Regions from separate parts of the Mus musculus genome. Here region 2 is linked to region 1. Evidence: chromatin contacts called from public HiChIP or PLAC-seq data. All regions are on one chromosome and are shown on one strand. The core of a region is the stretch at or near the end of the contact, and the rest is flanking DNA. Distances in the headings are between cores, read along the strand shown. Region 1 holds the start of Med10 (mediator complex subunit 10). Region 2 has its middle 63 kb from the start of 1700100L14Rik.

Region 1 (5,972 bases), core at 278-2,777:
GGCTCTGGTCTAGGCAATGCGCCAGCTTGTTCCCATCCCACAAAGCCCTCCTTGAGGGGCAAGACCACAACTCTATACCTTAGTAAACATCCCAAGTGAGACACAATCCTGTACCCAGCTTTAAGAGACTGAACTGTGGGTAGAGATGGTTTCTTGGGCAGTCTCTCATTCCAGAAAAGGGTCTCCCCTGGGTGGGAACACAGAGAGGCGGCTTCCAGGTCCAGACACTAGAGGCAGGACTGGCCGTGTCTCAGCTAGGGCTATGCTGGCTTCCTTCTCCCAGATGAACCTGACTACCTGTCTGCTCTGCCTGTACCTTCATGTTACCTTCCTAACCCAGGAGCACCAGCACCAAGGCAGCTCAGTGGCTGGGATCAGAGGGAAGTCGGGAGACTGGCGCTAGCTACCTTAACAGGCTTCTTCCTCCCTAATGCTGCACACACCTGAACCCTTAATTGCCACGGGATTCTGGGGACACCTTTGGACTTACAAAATATGTTCAGATGCTTAATTTTTCCCTTCTAAACTCAGAAAGGAGGTGAAGAGAGAGCAGAGCTTTCTGGAGTGCATGTCACTGAATGGAGTTTCAGGGTAGACAGCGTGGAGAAGTGGGCTCCAGTTTAAGTGCAGTACCCACAGTCAGCAAGGAAAAAGCCCATCCCTAGTGGGTTGAACCTCGGCTCCCTCCAGAACCACTCCAGATCCCTGGAAAGTGTCCCATATATAAGCGGTGAGGCCTTCTCCTGAACACTGTGTTGTTTCCCTGTAGGCCATTCCAAGGCCTACACAAGATACTGTCAAGAAATCAACCCTCTGTGGTGGCCTTCTTCCACAGCGAGGCCTATGCAGCAGGTGGCTCAGGGCCCCCCTGAGGTGTGAAGTCAACCTCCCCAGTGCGGTGGGGTGGGGTGGAGTGTCCGTGGTGCCTACCTCCCCTTACGGCATCAGGGTAGTCCCAGACTGTCCTGTAGGGTCAGAGTGGTGCCAGCCTCCCCTGTGGGGTCAGGAGGGATCCTCCTCCCCTATGGGGTCAGGGTGGAACCGGCCTTCCACGTCCGGCCAGGATGGACCTAGAGCTACCTCTATCCCAGCGGGGTCATGACTGAGCCTCCTCTCCTGTGCGGTCAGATCCTCCTTCCCAGTGGAGTCAGGGTGGAACCGGCCTCCAGTGGGGTCAGGATGGAGCCCGTCCGCCCCGGTCAGGACGGAACTCGCCTCCCCTGTGAGGTCCGGTCAGGATAGAACCGGCCTCCCCTCGGGGACCCGGGATGAACGTTAGAGCCCCAGTGGGGTCCCCAAGGCCGGCGGGCAGGGGCTTCGCACAGACGCGCCGAGCCCTGCCGGGCCGTCACTCACAGCTTCTGGCTCAGCCCCGCCTGGCTGCTGGGCTGGAAGTCGCTGACGATGATGCCGAGCTGCCGAATGTTCTCCACGAACTTCTCCAGGTGCTCCTCCAGATGGTCAAACTTCTCCGCCATCGCCGGCTCCGCCCGCCTCTTAGCCTCAGCTCCGAGCGACTCCGGGTCCACAGTGCTCGCCCGCTTCCGGCTTCCGGAAGCCCACATCCGTTTCCTCGGGGGCGGGGCCTCCTGGGGGCGGGGCCCGGGCGCTATGGGCGGGGCAAGAGACGGGGTAAGCCTTTGAAGGGAAAACCCGCTTGGAAGCTTCTGAACTGTGTGTGTGGGAAATGTTAACCTGGAAAACACAGCAAAGGCATGTGTAAAGGGGCAAAAATGAAAACTCTTAGCTGGTACCTAGCTTTTCTCAGTAAAGAAAAAACAAGTCTCATCAGGGAAGTAAAGAAAGCTAGATTGAAGGACAAGAATTTAGATACAGTGGACCTTGTATGTTCATAATCTGGAAAGCTTGCGAGATGTAAGCAATTTTCTTTAAAAGATAATTATCTGGGCCCAGTGAAATGGTTCAGTGGGTGAAGACGCTTGCTGCTAACCCCGACAACCTGAGTTTGGTCTCCAGAATCCTACATGGCAGGAGGAGAGAACAGAATTCTATAAGCTGCCCTCTGACCTCCAGACAGGTACTGTGTCACAGGTATGCCCACACACGGCATACACAGACACACAATACATAATAAGAAAATGTATTTAAGTGGGAAAGTCAAAATAGAGCCATGCTTTTTAAAACTGGCCAGGAGACAACAATCACTTTCAAAAAGAAAAGAAAGAAGGAAAGAGAGAAGGAAAAAAGGGAGGGAGGGAGGGAGGGAGGAAGGAAAGAAGGAAATACCTAAGCCCTAGGTACTTTTCAACTCACTTTTTAAATTAATCAAACATTAAAGAACAAATTATTTCAAACTTCTGCAGACACTTTTAAGTGCTAGAAAAGGAACATTTCACAATTCAATTAAAAGGGGTGGTGAATTTGATATGAAAACCAGTCCTGAAGGACAAAAAGAAGAAATATAAGTAAGTCTTTCAACCTTCATGAAAGGAGAGACAAGGGGACAAGTGAGAGAGACAAATAGGGAGAATGGGGATGCCAAGGGATGTATACAGGTTCTCTGTGTTAGACTAACAGAACTTAGAGAGAGAGAGAGAGAGAGAGAGAGAGAGAGAGAGAGCGCACACGTAATATGAATTTATTAGAATAACTTATAGGCTGCCGTCCAGCTATTCCAATGGTGGATGGCAGTGAACAGAGAGTCCAAGAATCCAGTAGTTGCTCAGTTCAGTCCGTGACACTGGATGTCTCAGCTGGTCTTTGCTGGTCTTCAGTATACACTGGAATCCCAAAGAATCAGACTTTAATGTCAGTGAAGGAATGGATGTGCTAGCAAGGCAAGGGCAAGCAGGCAAAGAACAAAAGCTTCCTTCTTCCATGTCCTTATATAGGCTTCCAGCAGAAGGTGTGGCCCAGATTAAAGTTGCACCTCCCCACCTCACTATCCAGATCAAAGGTGTATGTCTTTTTATCTTAAAGGTTCAGAGCAGAAATGGATCCACCCACTTCAAACCAAGCAAAAACGTCCCTAACAGACACACCCTCTATTTCTGGATTCCTGTTCATTCCATATGTAGTCAAGTTGACCACCAAGACTAGCCATCCCAGCTCTCCAAATGCCCAGAACTGATATGTTGAATGCATGTATATTTAGTTTTATATATGTGGTGTTAGAGTGTCTGACAGGGTGTGTCAGGGGTGATATAGCAATGGCTGATTCATGGTGGAAAAACTGAGAATCCAGTTGCTGTTCATTCCGCGGAGCTGCATGTTTCTGCGCCCCCAATCTGTTGCTGGACTCCTGGGAGATTCCTGGAGAGCTATCAGGGTATGGTCTTCATTGGGATCTGAAGGTCATTGGATTTAGTATGGGCTCCGGCAACAGGAGAGATGAACTTGCCAGAGAGAGTGAAGGCAAGCAGGCAAAATTTTTCTTCCATGTCTTATAAGCTGTTAGTAGGTGTGACCCAGTGTATTAGTTAGAGTTCTCTAGAGTCACAGAACTTATGGATAGTCTCTATATAGTAAAGGAATTTATTGATGAGTTACAGTCTGCAGTCCAACTCCCAACAATGGTCAGTAGCAGCTGTGAATGGAAGTCCAAGGATCTAGCAGTTACTCAGTCCCACGCGGCAAGCACGCAAGGGAGCAAGAGTGAGACTCCCTTCTTCCAATGTCCTTATATTGTCTCCAGCAGAAGATGTAGCCCAGATTAAAGGTGTGTTCCACCACACCTTTAATCCCAGATGACCTTGAACTCGGAGATTTAATCTTCTGGAATCCATAGCCACTATGCCTCAAGATCTCCATACCAAGATCCAGATCAGAAACTTCTATCTCCCAGCCTTCGGATAAGGGTCACTGGTGAGCCTTCCAATTCTGGATTGTAGTTCATTCCAAATATAGTCAAGTTGACAACCAGGAATAGCCACTACACCCAGATTTAGGGTGCTTTCAAAATCTGATTAGTATCTCTGGGTATGGTAACATACACCCATGATCCCAGTGTGTGGGAGGCAGAGGAAGTCAGATCTCTGTGAGTTTGAGACCAAGCAAGATCATGGAGAGTTTCAGAACATCCAGGACTACACAGTGAAACCTTATCTCACAAAGGAAGAGAGAGGGTAAGACAGATAATCTCTAAGTGGGTGCCCAGCATCTTCGGTTTTAGTTTACTTCAAAGGCAGTCCAATTGACAACCAAGATTAGCCATCCCAAGTTCAGTCCTTGTCAACTTCACACATAATATCAACTCCTTATGTCATGCTTAATTTACAAAGGAAAACAATAACAAGGTCATAATTCCACCTGACATGTTGTAACTAGCCTAAGAACAGCTGCAAACACATATGTTTTATAACGTGGTACACTGTCCCTTGAAGCATGATGACTCAACTTACATGTGACAATATACATTTACAGCACTTGACTACTGATATCTTTAATCAATGTGATATTACATCATATGATAATGAAATCGAGGGAAATGCAAATATTAGCTTAATATATGTGTATGTGAAAGATCCTGGCAGAATGCAAAAGGACACAGAAGCCCTGAAATTGGCAAGATAGACGTCAGTGTTAGCAGAACTAGCTTCACTGATTTAGAAAAATAGAGGTGCACAATGCTCTGGCCACTCCTTGAACCTGTGTGTCTGCCAATGTTCTGACCAGGTGTGTGCCCATTGCTGCACCTTCATTAGACTCTTTCCTTGTACCCCTCCCATACCCATTTCTTGAGAATAGACATTGTTTAGATCTGGAAATCCCCTATTCCCCACTTCTCCTTTCCCCCCTGAGGGCCTATAAAAACTGGGACCTCTTTTCCCTCGAGGTCGACTCCTTTACCCCTGCGTGGGATATGAGTCGTCCCCAGAGCTCTGGCTTTCCCCGAATAAAGCCTCATGTGGTTTGCAACAAGCTTGGTCTGTTGTGAGTTCTTGGGTGTCCGCTATTATCCTGAGGCCTGAGCGAGGGGCTCCTCTCGGAGTCTTTCATATGCATGCCCAAACATGTTCTTAACAAAACAGGACAAAAACACTCATGTCAGTTATTATCCTCATTTCTGCAACTGGTGTGTGCCCTTAGGCTGATATTTATAGCTGTCTTCCTCTTCTCCCATTGTGTATTTCCTCCACCTTCAATAGGCTCCTCAGCAGGTCTTGATTCTGTCCCTGGAGAAGTGACCCATACTTTCATCTCTGAGAGGTCTGGGTCATTGCCATCCTGCCTGGAGGGTTTTGCTATGGTTTCCCATTGCCTTTAAGCATCTGACATGGTAACACCAAGAGATGTGCTAAAGGATCTCCTGTCCCCAAGACATAAACTTCCTCACCTCCATTGTGGAGAAACAGTCTAGTTCCCCCACCCCTTGGTAAGCTGGATAAATCACCCCTCCTAATACTCTTTCTTAGCCTGTTGGCTTAAGGACATTGTAATGAATATTTCTGGTTGTCAACTTGATTGCATCTGGAATGAACTACAGTCCAGAAATGGAGGGCACACCTATGATCCGGATCCTGAGGCATAGTGGCTGTGAAAAGCTTAGGCTCTGGCAAGTAGCACACAACTGTAATCCCAGGAGACAGAAGCAAGCGGAATTCTGAGTTCAAGGTCAGCATGGGACAGAGCAAGTTCAAATCAATGCATGGTGGTACACACCTTTAATCTCGATATTCTGCTGGAGGCCTACATAAGGACACCGGAAGAAGGAAGACTCACTCTTCTTTGCCTGTTTGCACTTTCTTGCAGCACATCTGTTGGAAGCTACTTCTTCAGGATTCCAGCTTCTACAGAAAATCAGCTTATACAACTAGCCTCTTGAGACTGAGAAACTGCTAGGTTTATGGACTTCCCATTCCTAGCTGCCCATTGTTGGGCTAGTTGGACGGCAGATTGTAAGTCATTACTATAGATTCCTTTAACATATAGAGAGACATTCCATAAGTTCTGTGACTCCAGAGAACCCTGATTAAGGTATCAGAAGCCCACTGTGACCATAGGGGAAGATT
Region 2 (6,164 bases), core at 3,344-5,843, 700 kb before region 1:
GCATTCCAGCTTGTTGAAATCGGTAGAAGAACACACACATCTAAAATGACTGTGTGGAGCCTTAGCCACGATTCACCTAAGCTACTTAGTAAAGAGAGCATATGAAGATGGTGAGGGCATCCATGACATTACCGAAGCCACATATTCAGACATGGGAGAGAAGACCGCAGAGTTAGCAAGTGGAGTCTCACATCCACACAAGGCTCCACAATCTGCCATCCGCTCATCTTCAAACTTTGCGTCCTGCTCGTCTCCCAGAAGGGTTCTGAACACCAGATTCTGCCAACCTTGAGTCATATTAGCAAGGACAGGACTTGCTACTGGCTAAATGGAAATTTCCAAGCACCTATTCCACTGGATTGTCACCAAGGGATAAATAGGTCACCAGGCTGTACCTGCGCTCATTACATTTCTATCACATTCTCCAGCATATCCTGATATGAATACTGTGCAAAGACCCAGACAGTGTCTTGGGCAGCTAACCATGTCCTCTAAATGTCCCTGTGCTGTGCTTTAAGTCATGTACTGAAGTAACACCTTCAGTGGCAGGTGACATCATCCCTTGACACATCTTTGGAAGAATGTCTGGTTCACTGAGGGCAATATAGGAGGGAAACTCATGGGCCAACCCCATATGGAGCAGTAGTTTTAGAGGGAGGCATAAGGTCATATATAGGTTGTGACTGGAACCTGAGGAGCAGACAAGGCACAGCCAGGTGGTATGCTATGGCTATTGTCCCCATCTTGGGTGCTGTATGAAAACGTCAATAATGCTAAAAGCAAGCAACAAGAGTCATCTGTTTGGCACCTGCTTTCCACAGACTACGAGGGCAGGAGCAGTGTTGCAATAGGGATGAGCTGCCCGCCACAGGGCCCTCCCTCACCTGCTAAGAACAAAGGATATTTAATCAACTGGACAGTAGGCACAGTTTGGGGAAGACTTGTCTTGTTATCTTAGGTGGCTTTTCTACCTATGGCTTTGCCCTCTGCTAGGCTGGTGATTCCTGCCTGTTTCATTCTTGTCAGAAGGTTCAGGCTAGCAGACAGACTGAGTAGTGCCAGCTGGGCAAGTGTTTGAGCACAGAGAGTGCCCATCTTTCTTCACAGTACAGAGCTGGAAAGAAGTACAGTGTCCATGATGAAGGCTTTAGAAAGTGGACAGCTTTGTCTCTGTCCCTTCTTGTTTGTGATAGCACAAATTACTTAACCCTTAGAGGTTTCTACTCTCTTGAATGTGGCTGGGAGATAAAATTAGCATACATATCTTCAAGGTGATGCAGGGCAAATGCTATTAACCATGAAAAAGGAGTCCACATATGAGTGGCCTGCCACCAACCCAGTGCCACACATAGTTCAGCCAGGTGTGCAGTAGAAAGTAGGTTTGTTGGCTTGTTTTAGCTCCTGTAAGGGAACTTTTGCTCTCTGGTGTTTAACCTTACTAAAGTGTGTAAGATATTGCTCCTTTTACTCCCTCAAACACTTAGCTCCTGAATATCATACACTAACCATTTAGAGCTATCATTGAGATATAAATGGTCAACTACTATTTGTAGCTTTTAGCCATAAAATGAATACATTTTCTATCCATTTCTTACCAGGAATATAAAAATCCTACGTATATTAAGTCATTAATGATAACATTCTATGCAATACTCAGGGATTGGAAGGGAGGAGAGGCAGAAAGACAGAAATAGAGAAAGAAGGGGTGCCTAGCAATCTAAGGAGGAACCCCTCACACTTCTGGGTCATGATCTGGCAGCAGTTACAGCCACAAGGATCCCCTTGGCACCTTGTACCCAAACTGTCCCTCAGAACTGTAAAGTCAGACTCCTAAAGTCCTGTCTGCTAGCTTCCTTGTCCTGTGTCTGTTCAGCCATTGTCTCTATCTGTCTGGACTATTACAGTTTCATGAACAGAGAAGCTTGGAAAGAGCAGATAGTCTTCTCTCACAGGTCAGAAAATGGAACACTCAAGATCTCCTGATCAGGCTTGTTAAGGATGTAGATGGCTGACTCTCATTCGGTTTCCTTCAGGAGGCAAGGGGCAGGGAGTGGCCTCTCTAGCTTCCTTTTATAAAACAGTATTAATCCTGTTCATTACGGTTCCACCCAATGAATGGGCTGTCTTCTACGGGCCTACTAAATGTCTCACACTGGAGCAAAGATTTCCACATATATATATTTCCACTTCTATATAACTCAGATAGTTCAAGCATAACCGTACTACACACTCTCATCAGATGGAAGGGAGAGGGCACCAGTCTGTACTTGGGGTGAGACACAGTCCTCTGTCTCACACCACTGGCCCAAGTCAATTAGTACCATGTGAAAACATGTGTCCAGAATTTCCAGATATTCTAAGCTATGAAGACAAGGTGATTTACATATGTCCTTGGTTTAGCTGAGGTCTAACATTTGAAGATTTCAGGCCCAGGAAAAAAGATGCACTTGCAGCTATGGTGGCTGGTGATTGCTAAGCTTAAGGCATGGTAGTCTTCACAGAAGCTGAGCCTTGCCTGTGGAAAAGAGGCTTTGACAGATGGGGCGAAGAGTTGACTCCTATGAGACAACGGGGAGGAGAAATGGAGCTAAAAGGAAGCATGGGATGGCTCATTTTGAGAGCAGAGATGAGGTGTGTTTTGTAACTGCCCACTTGCAAGCACTTGTGTCGTTTCTGTGGCTTTTGTCCTTACCAATCACATCTGATCAGAAAGAATGAAAGACCCCACTATGACCTTCCTCATCCTGCTGCAATGTTCTGGAGTCACCATACACAAAGGACATGGAAGTTTCCTTCACTGCTCATTGGGATGGGAGATAGTTGAGGCCTCTACTGACCTGAGAAGATCATCTACATGCTATGACTTAGGGTGGGGTGGGAGGCAGAATGGAAGCCATGCTGTAGGGTTTATCAGGGTCCTCTGGTCTTTGAGACCCTTCAACTACAGGTTACTGTCTTTGGTCTATGCCAAAACTGTTGCTGTAAGAACTTCTTTGAGAATGGAAATGGCTGACCATTAGTTGGGGGGATAGAGAAAGGACAGACAGGACAAATAGGGTGATGGGCTTTGTAGTAGTGGTGTCATAGGGGTCCAGATGGTAGGGTTGTACCTTGCTGGGGAGCTACAAAGAGTGCTTTGCCCAAGTAGAATAGAGACATCTGAGGCCACTGTCCAGGGACAGTGTTGGATGTGGACCAAAAGGAGTGAGTAGGTCATGGGAAGGGAGGAAAGACTGCACATTGTCCAGTGGACACTAGGGTGACCACTCACTGAGGCACATTGCACATTCAGGAGTTGACTTCGGAAGGTGAACTCTCAGCAACCTCGTAAGCCACAATTTGAGGACTTTAAAACAATCATTTTTACTTTTATTCATGAGCTCACACATATGTGTGTCAGTGTACTGTGCATGTGTGCAAGTGCACACAGGGACCAGAAGAGGGCGATATATTCCCCAAGAGTGGGGGTGCAGACAGCTGTGAGCCTCCTGCCATGAGTACAGGAAAGAAACTCCTTGAAGATCGAACATTTAGCTTCTGAACCATGTTTCCAGCCTGGGGTTTGAGCTTTTTGACTGAAGACAGGTTAGGTAAGAAACGAGAAGCAAGAAGGCTGGAAACAGCTATGGTTGGCAGGATGGGAAGAGAGGAAGGTGAGGGAAATGTAAGCTCTTTAGTGGTGTTGGGGTCCAGCTCTCTACTTCCTTGTTAGATGTAGGTTAAAGGCTGTGTTTACTGTTACCCTAGCAAAGACACTTGGTCCTACTGAGACAGCAGAAAGGCCTTCCCTTTCTTGTTCCGCGTTCAGAAAGGAATGCCCCCATGAGAAGAGAGGGGTAGCCCTGTATTTACACGCAAGAGACCCTAAGAAATTCTGAAGCAGCCTAGAGACCATGTAGAGTGATGTGTCCTGAGAATGCTTGGGGTAGTCGGTCAGCTCTAAGATATGGAGATGATCAGGCTACAGTGCTAGCACAGTCTGGTCTGTGGGCTTTGCAGTTTCCCCAGTGCCAGCTGTGCCTGGGAATTCATCACACAGCTGCCTGCCAGTTCCTTTCATCCACGGTCAATGCTGGTTCTCACTGGCGCACACGAGACCAGAAAACACTGTACTCTAGGACCCTGTAAAGAAGAGTTAGCAAAGATAGCTGTGTCTGCCACCATGGACAGTGCATGGAGAAAACCATGACTGCCCGGGACTTAATACCTTCATGCCAGCTCTACTCTCTTCCCTCAGAGCCCTATGGTTGTAGATGCCAAGGAACTGCAGGGAGCCCAGGGCTCCTCCAGATAGTGAGGAGTTAAAACTGCATCACTGAGGCATGTGTGACAACAAACTGCTTGTGAGTGGGGTTGTAGAAAAAACAGGACAGAGAGGTAGAGGCCACGTCCTTGACAGAGCTCGTCCTTTGTTATCTGACTGGTCTCCTTGGAAACTCATAAAGAAGGGAAATTAAAACCTGCTTTCTTACTAATCTGGCTGCCATCCAATAAAACATATTGGCTAATGCTTTGTCTTAGTGCCTGCCTCGGTATAAATGATGGGCAAACACTGCAGAAGGTATTGATCCTGTAGCAATGGATTCCATTAGTCGTCCTAAGCTTTGTACCTCTGACAGCCAGGGGCAGCTGCTGAGGAACGTGCAGCTGCATGGGGAGAGTCATCAGGACACTGGATGGCAGGGTTCTGGGATATAGGAATGTGGACAAGGGTTGGGTGAGTTTTTGTGGAGTCACAGATGCTCCTTGCCCATTCAGGTGACTTGTCAGAGATTGCTGTAGATAGAGCAGCATTTACAGGCAGCTGTCAATTGTGGTCAGCCCCAGTCCCAGTGTACTCATCCCACTCTTGCTCCTGCTAACACTGCACTGAGCATCCTTGTTCTATTTAGCTGGCTTCAGCTCAGCAAAAACAAAGTGGCAGGTTAACATGCCAGTGAGTGTGCTGACACTCATAGCTGACTAATTCTGTCACTTCTAATTAGAGTAAGGGAAGCCACATGTTCCAGAGCTGGGTCACTGTGACTCAGATCCACCAGGTCACTACAGGACTCTGGTCCAAGTATCCAACCCATCACTACTCTTTTCCAAGAGTTGGACTCAGCGCGGTACTCAGCATCTGCAAGTGCCAGGCACAAAGTCAGTTCAGAGATACAGCAGCAGCCGTGTTGTGGTCCAAAGTCTGTACACATGAGGCGGGCTGTAGCAGAGCCCAGGTCAGTGAAGGGAGCATCTGTGTGTGTTTTCTAGCACCCAGGATCTGTCAGACACTTGGCATCACTCTGGAGGATGGTGGGAAAAGTGAGGGGCTGCCCAGTGTCAATGCTCTCTCTGATAAGGTGGTATGAGGTATGGTATGAGTGAGGAGGGTGTGCGGGGTTCTTAGTGACCCTCAAACAAACAACCACCGTAGCTTCGGATAATATTTCTTTCCTGGAACTCTGGAAGCAGAAGAGTCATACCCAGGCAGTAGTAGGATCTTTTTTTTTTTTTTTTCCTAATGGCTGTGAGGGAGAATCTAGCCCCACCACTTCCAATCTAGGCTTTGGTTATTGGTGGTATTGTTTGTTTGTTTTTTGTTTGTTTGTTTGTTTGTTTTTGCATTCTTTGCCTTCTCTATCATGTGCTGCTCTATGTTTTCCTATAGATACCTTCCTACTTTTCCATCTCAGAAAAATGATAACAGGGGATGTAGTTTAGTGGTAAGATCATTTCTCTAGAGTGCACAAAGCTCCAGGTTCAAACCCCAGCACAAAGAAAAACAGAAATAAAAATTCTAAAAAAAATAAAAGAAGAAAGAAAGAAAAATAATAACAGCATTTGATAAGAATCACATTGACCGTTCTGAGACGCAGGCGGTGGTATGAACTACAGAGCTCTCTGTCCAGTCTGCTCAGTCCTGACTCACTGCCATTCGCTCCTCCTCAGGAACCTATGGGCCAATAGGCCCATGTCTCAGGTCATCTACATCCCAAAGACCTAAGAAGGTCTTTCTACTCCCATGCTCATTTCAGCCTGTTCATGGGAGCTGGGATTTGGTAATTATTGCCAATAGGTAATTGAATGGATAGAAAAAATAGATTGGAATATTTATTTAGCTTTAAAGAAGAAGGAAATATATCTACTTACAGTGACATGCAAAAGAACTTGAAGATATATACTAG

The links. HiChIP or PLAC-seq counts read pairs in DNA pulled down with a chosen protein or histone mark.
Region 2: an H3K4me3 HiChIP or PLAC-seq map of embryonic hindbrain shows a contact between it and region 1, with 4 times the contacts expected there. The contact joins the enhancer-like site here to the promoter of Med10 in region 1. A contact is called at or near these places in 1 of 39 promoter capture datasets (frontonasal cranial neural crest) and 7 of 115 datasets of contacts at active chromatin or transcription factors (embryonic basal ganglia, embryonic forebrain, embryonic hindbrain and 4 more).

The regions. Positions count from the first base shown.
Region 1 is chr13:69,805,437-69,811,408 of GRCm38.p6, reverse strand. It overlaps Med10 (mediator complex subunit 10), which reads right to left and starts at 1,527. Exons shown (of 4, transcript NM_138596.2): 1 at 1,357-1,527. The coding sequence starts at 1,478.
Region 2 is chr13:70,507,655-70,513,818 of GRCm38.p6, reverse strand. No RefSeq gene overlaps it. Among named protein-coding and RNA genes, the nearest start is that of 1700100L14Rik, 63 kb to the left of the region's middle. Within about 2 kb of position 4,593, at least 28 of the 459 cell types and tissues checked have an H3K27ac peak or open chromatin away from gene starts, as enhancers often do.